Linked DNA regions of Oryctolagus cuniculus: region 1 is linked to region 2. Evidence: chromatin contacts called from public Hi-C data. All regions are on one chromosome and are shown on one strand. Each heading gives the region's core, a stretch centred on a gene start, on an enhancer-like site or on the middle of the called end of the contact. The rest is flanking DNA. Distances are from core to core; before and after follow the strand shown.

Region 1 (5,560 bases), core at 1,099-3,598, 110 kb after region 2:
AAAACACTTGATGACCGAAAATGTTCCCTGAGCAGTTCCTTCACCACAAACATACTAAGAAGCCACAAAACAAGGAGCAGAATATTTTCAACCTCCAAAGTCCTTCTCAGAGCACAGCAGTCTCCGATGCATGTTCTTGTTAATTTAGGGGAAGCCAGATCAGATCAGATACTCGAGGTGGCAGGGTTCAAAGATGCACCTTTCAGTCTAAGTCATTCAAAATCCCCAAACACATGAAACCGGATCAGAACTCTGTCTGATGGCCGTTTTTCCTGAGTCAGAAATAATAACGTATTGCAAAATGGGATTTCATACCAGGTGGGAGGCTTTCCTAATCCAGGCAACCAAACCCTTTAACTCTTCTAAGCCAATGTCCTAAGTGCACAGCACAGCCCGGTCCCTCCCCTGGGACCAGAGATCCCTAAGACTGCCCAGTAGCTTCCAAACCAGAAAGCCTCTCGATTCAACAGAATGGTGCAAACCTTAAGGACACAGGTATAAATAAGTACGTGTACTTAAAAAGAACCACAGCCTTGAAGCCTTTTAATAGATACATTTTTTTAAAAAATTCTCCAGGCTGTCACCCCCTTTCTCTGTATCCCAGCACAGTAAACACACACACATACACATGCGGATGCTCCAGAATAAGCCCCTCCCTGGCCTCTGAGGTGTGGCTCCAAGTAGTACAGAAGACACACTAGGCAGAGGGCGCCTGTCCCTGCTCCAAGCTCCCCCAGAAATAAGACTGCTGCGCTCTGCTCACTCGCCAGGATGGCCCGCAATGGCATCGTGCGCCCGAGCAGGGAACCCACTTTTAACTGGTGCTCACCGAGTCCTGCTCAGGCGCTCGACAAAAAGAGCTCAGCGCTTCTCTCTAGACCTCAACCAGACCAGGCACCGTGAGGCCGAGGGTGGCGGACAGGGATGTCAGCGACTCGCACCAACACTGGGTACCCAACGAGGCGGCTCCACTCATCTAAACGCTTTCTCCCTCCGGCAGTCTGGCCATCGCGGTGCACAGTGCGCCCTGGAGAAAAGCCATCAGGGCCAATCCGCTGTCAAACAAAAAGAAGGGACCGGCAACAAGACTGGAGACACGCGGCCATCTGATCTTAAAACAGCAGCCCCTGACAGCGAGCAACAACTTTGCACCGCCAGGTGCAGCCCCCACCTCTTTCCTTTCTGGAGAGAAAGCCTTTGACCGTTTTCCATAGGCAAATAAATGAGTAACCACCGTTTGCAACTTCCCCTAGGCTGACATATTCCTGAGCTGAAACTGATTTATCTGCGGAGGAGGAGGAAGGGGGTGAAGGAAGAGCGCGAGGGAAAAAAAAAAATAATAAAGAGTCGCACGGGAGTGGGAGCTGGAGGCACGTCTCCTCGGACGACAGAACACGGACTTTTCAGGGCCGGTGCGCAGCGCACCGGCCACACTGCGCCAGTGCGGGCAGGGGGCGGGGGCGGACGCCCCGGAGGCTCGCGCGCGCGGCCTCCGCAGTGCCCCGCCCGCGGCGTCCCCGCCTCGAGTGGCCACACGTGTGTGTGTGGGTGGGTGGGTGCGCGCGGGGGTGGTGGTGGGGGGCTCGGACACCTTCCACTCGCCCGCCCCCACCCAAGCAGCCCAACCTCGCGCGCGTGGCTGGCTAAGTACCCGGGGAGCGGGAACCGAGCGACGCAGGGGCTCGCGCCCGGGGGTGGCGGCCGCCTCTCCTCCTGCGGAGCCCTCGCTCCTCGGGAAAGTCTCGGCCAAACTTTGTTGGGCGCAGCCAGCGCCGAAGGAGGGCGGGGGTGGGTGGGTGGGGGGTGGCGGCGGGCAGCCGTACCTTCGCAGACGCCTACTTCGTACTCGGTGATGGAGTCGCCATTGAGCGGGGGGCGGATGACACAGCGCAGCCCCCGGTCGCAGGCTCCGTGGAGCCCGTAGGCGCCGCCGCAGCTCTCGTTCCTCTGGCGGGCGCACATGTAGCAGCAGCCGCAGACGCCCTGCACGATGCTCCCGGGGCAGCTCCTGGGCTCCTCGCACTTGGACTCGTCGCAGGGCAGGCAGACCAGCGCCCGGGTGCCGGAGCGCGCCAGCAGCAGTAGCAGCCCCAGCAGCGAGACCAGGAGGTGCCCGCAGCCGGCCAGCCCCCTGCGCCCCGCCACCAAGTACATCCTCCTGCGCCGCCGCCGCCGCCTCCTCGCAGCCGGGCCGAGAGCCGGGCGGGCGCCCTCCCCTTCGCGGGGCACACGCGCCGCAGCCGCCGCTCCCGCAGCCCGCGGTCCTCGCCGCCCCCCTCTGGGCCCCCGGGGCGCGCCTCCCCTCGCGGGGCGAGGCCCGCGCCCCCACTGCGGGCCGCGCCGACCCCGAGCCCACTAGCGTTGGCGCCAGCGGCAGCGGTGGCTTCCCCTCCTCCTTCTCCTCCTCCTCCTCCTCCTCCCGGGAGGGAGGGGGAATAAAGAAAAAAAGTTTCCTCCCGGCAGCTCCGGTTCAACCCAAACTTCTGGCGGCGGCGGCGGCGGCGGCTGCGCTCGGCTCCAGCCCGGGCTGGCGGCGCCCACTCCTCCTCCTCCTCCCAGTCGGCCGGCCCCGCGGCGGCGCAGCCTGCGGGCCGGTCCGCGCCTCCCGAGCCTCTGAGTGGGCGCGGTGGCGCAGCACAAGGTCCGCGGCGTCCGCTCCGCGAGCCCCGCTCGCCTCACTCCTGCGCGGCTCCTCCGGGCGCTTGTTTATGGCTCGAGCCTCCGCCGCTCGGGCTGCGCCCTCCCCCTCCTACCTCATCCCCAGCCCGCGCCCCCCCCGCACCGCGCGCCGCTCATTGGCTGCCCCCCCACCCCTCCCGGCCCGGCCGGCCCCCTCCCCTCCCCCCTCCCTCCCTCCCTGGCGGCTGGGCCCTTCCTCCCTCACACGCCTCCTCCTCCTCCCCCGCCTCCGTCTTCCTCCCGGAGCCGGCCGCACCGAGCCGGCCCCACGGCCGAGTCGCCGTTCGGGCTCGGTGGCTCGGGGCGCACCCAGCGAGCGGCGACAACCGCGGCGTCGCGAGCGCCCCTGGCACGGTGGCCGCCGCGGCCGGCCCGGGAGCCGGGAGTGCTCGGCGCCGGCACCTCCCGGGGCCAGTTGTTCTGAGTTCGGAGAGCGGCGCTCCACTCCCCGAAGCTCGGAGCCCGGGCAGTAGCTGCAGCCGGACCTCGGGATAGGGGAGCGAAGGCTTGGAAGCTCCGCGAACTGGATGAGAATCCATCTTCCACTCGAGCTGGGCAGAGACTTTGTAAAAGATATTATGTAATGGAGTCTCGGGAGCTGGAGTCCCCGGCAGAGCCGCGGGTGCTCCGAGTGCTTAACGGGGTCTGGGCGGCTGCTCCGCGGGGGGCCGCGAGCAGGCGCGGGGCAGGGCTGCAGCTTGGGGTCAACTGTGAGTGCCCCCCCGCCTGTGCGTTTTGTGGCTCTGCCTTCTGCGCCGAGCTGCCGTATTGTGGGAGCGGGGGAGTGGAGAGCCACAGAGCCCAGTCTTTTCTCCCGGGAGGGAGGCCCAGTACCGGCTTCCTACAAGTCTTGACGCGACTAGACCCGCAGACCTCACGCGTCATTCGTGTCATCTGACATTGACGCTTTCTTAGGCTCGTGGACCCAGGTGCTGGGCGTTCTTTCCTTCTTTCCCGTGGGTTGTGGATCTGTTCGTAACGAGGATGTGCCGTAAGCACTCTTTGTGATAAGCCGCGTCGAGAAGCAACGACGTGTTGCGCAACGTGGAGATGGCTTTTCTTCTGAGGCCATCAGGAACGCCGTCCACGATGATGGCCCTGACCGCTGAGTGGGTGTGAGGCAGTCCGTGATCCGGCCCGCCATTCACAAGACGCATGGATACCAGGGTCAATGAAATTAGTGAACTCACAAAACGTGAGTTATATCAGCGTGAAAAGATACCCGATCCTGTGGCAGGTGTGGCATCTGATCTAAGATGGTCTTGGCAGGTGGCAGCCACTTGGATCCTGAAAATCGTGACTAAGAACCCAAAGTCAATGTATGTGGCACTGTAAGGAGAAAGGGAATAAAGATACCTTTGAAAGTGCCTTTGTTGGACGAATTTGTACTTACGGTAATTCCGGACCCAAGAAGTCAGTTACTAGGAGAATACCCTTAGTCACATTTCTCCAGTCATGTTGCTTTGTCCTGAGGATGGAAAGTATTTTTAATTATCACCGGGAATTAGAGGGTTATGGGGAAGATGTTCAGCAGTGGGAAGGGGCAGGCGCACTCCACTGCCTAAAGGGATTAAAAGAGCTGATGCGATGTTCCCAGGGTTGTTGTATAGGCAATTCCTGCAGTTGTGTAGGAAGTCAGGCTATGATCTCCAAAGGACCTCATACCCTATAGTTCCATGAGTATTAAGTCATAAAGTCATTTAAAACTGGCTAGGTTTTCTAATAGCAAAACTGAAGAAAATAAAGCACACCACTCTGTTAAATATTGTTACTGGTAACCCAAGAAGCCACCAGCACACTTCACCATGGGTTGTGCCTACAAACTGTTGTCATCACACTTTTTTTTTAAAGACCCTTTTCACTCTTTTGGATGCCATTATCTGTATTTCTGTGCAAATGCAAGTATTAAGACATTAAAAGGTAGCAGATAACATTGTAGGACCAAATAGGAAAAGCCAAGGTCAAGTGGTAGAAAAAAGAAGTGAGAAAGCCACTGTAGTTTGGAAAAAAAAGGGGGGGGGTAGGAGGGCTATCCTTTGCTTTAAAAACATACTTATTTATTTGAAAGAGTTAAAGAGGGAGAGGGAGAGATAGAGAGCTTTTCCATCTGCTAGTTCACTGCCCAGATGGCCTCAAGGACCAGGGCTGGGCCAGGCTGAAGCCAAGAGCCAGGAGCTTAGTGTCTCCCACATGGGTGGCAGAGGACCAAATACTGAGAGCATCTTCTGCTGCTTTTCCTAGGCCATTAGCAGGGAGCCTAGACCACAAACTGGGATGCTGGTGTCCCATGAGGGGACCTTACCTGCTAAGCCACAATGCTAGCCCCATCATTTACTCTTTTGTGTTTTTAATTAGTCTTCAAGGTAGTCAGCTAAGGATTAGGGAAAGCTACAGAGTGAGCAGAGACAAGGGGCAATATGGAAGTCCACCATGCCTGTGACTTCAAAGGCTGAAATACCTGGAAGGCAGAGAGACACAGGTGAGAAAGGCTGGCTTCTTTCAGGAATTCAAGTCGGGATTGGAAAGCACTGGAGAGATTTGAAGATGCAGGTGGATGTATCTGCTCCAACCAATCAAGTTAAGTGAGGCCTTTTGCTGTGGAATTAATAGTCATGGAAGCAATCCAGAGAGCAGGTTTTGTGTTGTGCAGCAGTAGTTAAACTGCCACTTGTGGCACTGGCACCTGATTCCGGAATGCCAGTTGGAGTCCTGGTTGCTCCACTTCTATCCAAGTTCTTGCTGATGTGCTGGGAATGCAGCAGAAGATGACCCAAGTACTTGGGACCCTGCCACCCATATGGGATACCAGGATGGAGTTCCTGGCTCCTCACTTCGGCCTGGTCTGGACTGAGCTGTTGAAGTCATTTGGAGAGTGAATCAG
Region 2 (5,021 bases), core at 2,136-4,635:
GTGACCAAAGACCCCTTTTTGCTGGGCCACGAGGATCAAGCTTAAAGCAGGCCAATAGCGGTCACAGACGTTCTGAGTAGAAAAACGCTAAACCAGACAAACAAGGTCTTTTCTGTTTTAAATGGTGGTAGCTCCCACATGGTTTTAGTTGGATTACCTCCTGACAGTGATGGGCTGGGTCACAGAGTGACCCAGGAGGATTATAACTGGCTCCATATCCTTTTCCTGAAAGCTCCAAGCTCCTGAGATTCTGAAACCCAGGAGAGTATGACTGCTACATGCAATCTGCTATTACATTTGCAAAACTCTCTTTCTGATAGATGGAGCAGCGTTCCCATGCTAACTTCCTTGACTGCACGGCAGGATCTCAAACGACTTCCAGCAAGTCTCTGAGCTTATTCCCTGCTTCGTAAAAGGCAGAACCTGCTATTGTGAGCCCTCCCTCCACCTCCTCCTACACAAATGTACACTGGCTGAGAACAAGAGAAACCCCACGTACCATTAACACATTCAAAGACATCACAGCACTTTCCAGGTGTCCCATCTCCACGAGAGACTATGCGGGGAGTGGATCCCACCTCACACACGGGGAAACCACATAAGCCAGAGAGACACTCGCATCTGAAACCAAAGAAAAGGGAAGGAAAACCCCATGAATAAACAACAACATAGAAGTTGGGAGACCACAAACAAAGCGGCAGTGGCTGTGGCAGAGCACACGGTCCACAGGCCCCTGCCTCGTGTGTCTGGTGGGATGGACAGCGGGTCCCTAACATACGTTGCTCTTGAAATAACTGAGGTTCACATTCTTTAGATGCATCCCACTTTTTTAATGTGAATCATTGTAACAGAAATATTTCTAAAATGCATTACCTCCTTTCTCGGTTAACCAGACAGGCACTGTGCATAGCCAGCATTTTCAGTCCATCTCTACATGCATGGTACGGACGTGTGGGAGTCACGAGGCTCACCGGGGCTAACACGGCAAGTGCTCCTGTGCTAAGCAGCCCAGTGTTCTTGCTTTGTGGCTACTGATGTGTGGTGTTTCCCAGGGATGTTCTGATTCTTCTTTTAAGGTTTAAATTATTAGCTTTTCAATCTTATTGGTGGGGTTTTCTCTGGGAGCACCTTCAACTTGGGCAACAATTAATTAATAATTGTGTCCACGGGAAAAAGAAGACTGAGAAACTCTATAAATAGGGGACATGATATGGTAACTGGACTTCCTGCCGGCTATCCTGGAAACTCAAAGCCTTAGTTTATTGGACCTTGTAAGCTGTAATATGTGCCTTAAACTCTACCTGCATGAATGAAGTGGCCAACGAACTGCCGGCCGGCTGTACTGGCTCTTGCTCTAGCACAGAAACCTGGTGAATATGGGAAGGTAAAATAAGAGACCAAATTTCTGTATCTACTAAAATGAAATAGGCAGGAAATGAGAAGCTCGGGGCAGTGGAGTGTCAGCATAAAAATGTAATACAAGGAAGCAGCAGCTAGCGTCCATCCTGAGACTCCCCTGGGGATAGAAGTATGGGTCAGAGAGCACAGAGGATGGTGAGGGGGGAATTCTCAGGTTGACAGGAGTACAAGGAAGACATCCTAAAAAGAGACATCCTGGCAGGAAGTGTGTGGGTATTTATGTACAGTAGGGGTCAAGATCAGGGGAGGCAACATTCCCAGCAGGGAAGAGCTATTAACATATTCATTAACTCTGGTTTTGTGCTCCTCCTCACTTCGGTGTTGGCTTGTTTGCCTATTGTTTCTTTGGACCTTTGATAACTTAAGCTTGTAGACCAGATGCCTCAATAATCAGAGTTAAGTGTGGAAGTAGGAAGGAAATGAATTTAGGTTAAAATTTGCATGATTGACCACGAAAGCAGCAGGAATGGTATGAATGATTCCCTACCCCTACAGGTCTTTTCAGGGTTCTTCTATGTCAAGGGTGCGGGTGTAATTTTTTTTTTTTTTAGATTTTTGGGAGAAAAGGGTATTAGGTAACTAAAGTTTTCCTCAATAGTATTTCTGTCTATGGTTTAAAATAAATGTCTGCCTGTTTTATGCAAGTTGAGCTGGAAGCTTTCAATGAATGCTCTGTTTCCTGCAGGACAGTCACCTTCAAGGTCTGGGTAAATGTGAGCTGGGCTTTCTGTGCACAGTAAGTTACCCCTTTAAGGCACATGTGTGTAGCCACTGCAGTCTGCGACATATCATCATACTGCTGTGATGGGACAGGAACATCATACTGTTGACATTTATTGCACTTGACACACTGTACCACCTAAACTCTTGAGAGAATATAGATGAATAAGGCTACGGTATTGGGAGCCACACCCTGATCCCAGGCTCTGGGTGTGATTACAATGAAAGGATCCCCCAAGAACAGATGACCTTTTTGCGTACATCTTCTAGGGTTCACATTCTGGCCTCGTGATGCGTTTCAGGGAATTGCTCTAATTTGAACACCAAAGAACATACCATCAACCAAAAAATACTTCTTCGGGTGTTGTCCTTCAACACTTCAGCAACCTTCACTGAACATGTGTGTGCATGGAGGTGCTCAGCTTTCTGCTAGGCTGTTAAAAATCATACTACACTGAAGGCTATGAATAAGTCAAAGACACCTTCTTTTTCCCTCCTATGTTTGACCTATTTCCCAACATCTACATATATCTAAACATCTACATGTATCTATTGCTTAAGAGGCTATAGAGGTTGTGCTCAGCACCTTGCACATTTAAAACTGTACACTACTGTCTGCTAACCCACTTAGGAAAGGAAAACTCTTTATGCAGAATTTTTACATCTAAACACAGCATGACTGCATAGTAGAGACCCAAGGATCCAGGCACCCTGAGTTCTGCTAGCTGGTACTCCTGGATCCATACCCTTATCTACTTCTCTCTCAAAAGTCCTCTGTGCCTGTTGCTATCTTGATTTCTCACAGCTTCCTCTGAAGCTGAAATTAGCACCTTCCTGAAGGAAGAATGAAGGAACCACAAAAGGTGAAAATCTGGGCTCAAGCCAGGTATCTGTCAGGCAGCTCTCTACCAGGTTGAGGCTTCATGAAACTGCCACAGGTCAGAAACAGACACACAGCGATCCCATAGAGTTCAACTTAATACAACTCAAATGCAGGTGTCTTCTGACAGATATGTCTACCTTCATTCTGCCAGGTAACAAAAGGAGACTCTGACAAGACCCAGGAAATCTACTATTATCTACAAACTCCGTGAGTCCAATGTAGTTACACAAAAATTCTTTCACAAGATTATTCTAGATTCTCTGGATTTTTTCCCTTTTACAAGTGGCAGTAGTGAGGCATACAGATTCATCAACTGACCTGAAATTAAATGGAGTTTCCTGTTTGCTGTGTTTTCTACTAGGAGAGATTAGATTCTCTTCGACTGAGTCATGAAGAGGAAATGCTGAGTTACAGGGCAACTGAAGCATGCAAACTGTGCCTTGTCCTCACCACCTTTCTCTGCATTTTTATTCACCCTCACAATCTTTTACCCCAGTCCCCAGATGAGGAGCAAGCAAGGGAAGGGAGAAAATGTGGGTTAGGAGCACAGAAGATAGAGGACCGGGAGAGAGATGCTCCAGCAAGTTGGTGTCACCACTTACCCCGCGCTTCTGAGCCCCCCTCCCCAATTTCCAGCTCGGATCTGGTCCCCTTTTACCTAACCCATGCCACAGTCATCAGAAAGCTCAGGTCCTTGACTCCCTCCCACAGTCAAAGCTCTTCAATGACTCATTTCTCAATGTCTCCACCAGGCATGAACACCCTGAAGCCCACCAATCCTTTTCCCAGGCCTCTCTCCCAAGGTTCCCCTTCATTTCCTGATGCTGCAGCCACACTGGATTCTGCAGGCCAGCCCTCACTGCTGTGTCTGCACTGCTTGCCCTACTGGCTCCAGAACACTCCCATCCAGCCCTCTGGTCCGCCCTCTGGTCCGCTGTCTTCCCAGATAATCACTCCTCAGAGATCACACCTCTTCCTCTGAGCCCCTGAACACCATGCTTCCTGTCTCCTGTGACTCTACGCTGTGGGAAGCACTCATACCACAGCTCTTTCTGTACATGCACCATCATTGTATTTTTAAAATGGAACAAGAATAGGAGATGAAGAAAAGAAGACTAAAATTAACAAAAGCACAAAAGAAAGAGAGAAGTAGAATGCTCAGATTTATATACAGTGAACTCCAAAAGGCACTCTGAGAAGAAGTGCTAAGAGGTTTAAAAAACAAAACAGCTTAAGAAAAAAAAAAAAAAAACCAAACAGCTTTATTGAGATATATGCCGCATGCCCTAACATTCAACCTGTTAAACTGTACAATTGAGTGGTTTTTTTTTTTTTTTTTTTACAGAGTTGTGCAACAGTTACTGGTACCTCATCATCTCAAAATGAAACACTGCAACCCCCTCCCCCAGCTCCTGGCAACCACTAATTTAGGTTCTGTCTCAATGGACTTGCCCATTCTGGATAATTCATATAAATGGGATCATATAATATGTAAGCTAAGGGCTTTTTAACTTCAAACAAGAAGCAACCTGTATTTGCAATTTGCCAGAAAAAATGCAAGCCTCTAATGTTATCCTCAGTATTAAGATAATGATCAATCAAAGCACCCCATTAATAAATTTTTGCATAATGTAATCACAGCTGCAGCCAGGTGGGACTTAGTTAAGCTTTTTATTGTCCCCCCCCCCCCCCCCCCTTGAGAAGGTAATGGATTCAGCTTAGTGGGCATCTGAGTGCAAGGCTGAACAGCTCTCAGAAATCTTCTAAACCCCTAGAGGGCACTCACCTTCTTGGGAACCCAGGCTGACTGGTTCAGCTGGCTGAAGGGCAGGGAATGCTTACTTTTTTCCTTCAGGTCCTTTGCTTCTTGGACTATACAGACAAGGCAGGCCATAAGGTCAAAGTCCTAGCTCCTGTGCACAGCTTACAAAGTGCTCATAAACCTGGCCTCTCCCTGTCTTACAGTTCCCATGTGCCACAGCCCGCAAGTTAGCAACAG

The links. A called contact is a pair of places that touch in the nucleus more often than the background predicts.
Region 1: a Hi-C map of an unstated tissue shows a contact between it and region 2, with 2.0 times the contacts expected there. The contact joins the promoter of CRIM1 here to the enhancer-like site in region 2. A contact is called at or near these places in 2 of 6 Hi-C or Micro-C datasets (ear pinna and an unstated tissue).

The regions. Positions count from the first base shown.
Region 1 is chr2:166,456,207-166,461,766 of mOryCun1.1, forward strand. CRIM1 (cysteine rich transmembrane BMP regulator 1) reads right to left here and starts at 2,349. Exons shown (of 17, transcript XM_051842985.2): 1 at 1,824-2,349. The coding sequence starts at 2,154.
Region 2 is chr2:166,341,171-166,346,191 of mOryCun1.1, forward strand. It overlaps CRIM1 (cysteine rich transmembrane BMP regulator 1), which reads right to left. Exons shown (of 17, transcript XM_051842985.2): 5 at 500-621. Among named protein-coding and RNA genes, the nearest start is that of CRIM1, 110 kb to the right of the region's middle. Within about 2 kb of position 3,386, at least 1 of the 8 cell types and tissues checked has an H3K27ac peak or open chromatin away from gene starts, as enhancers often do.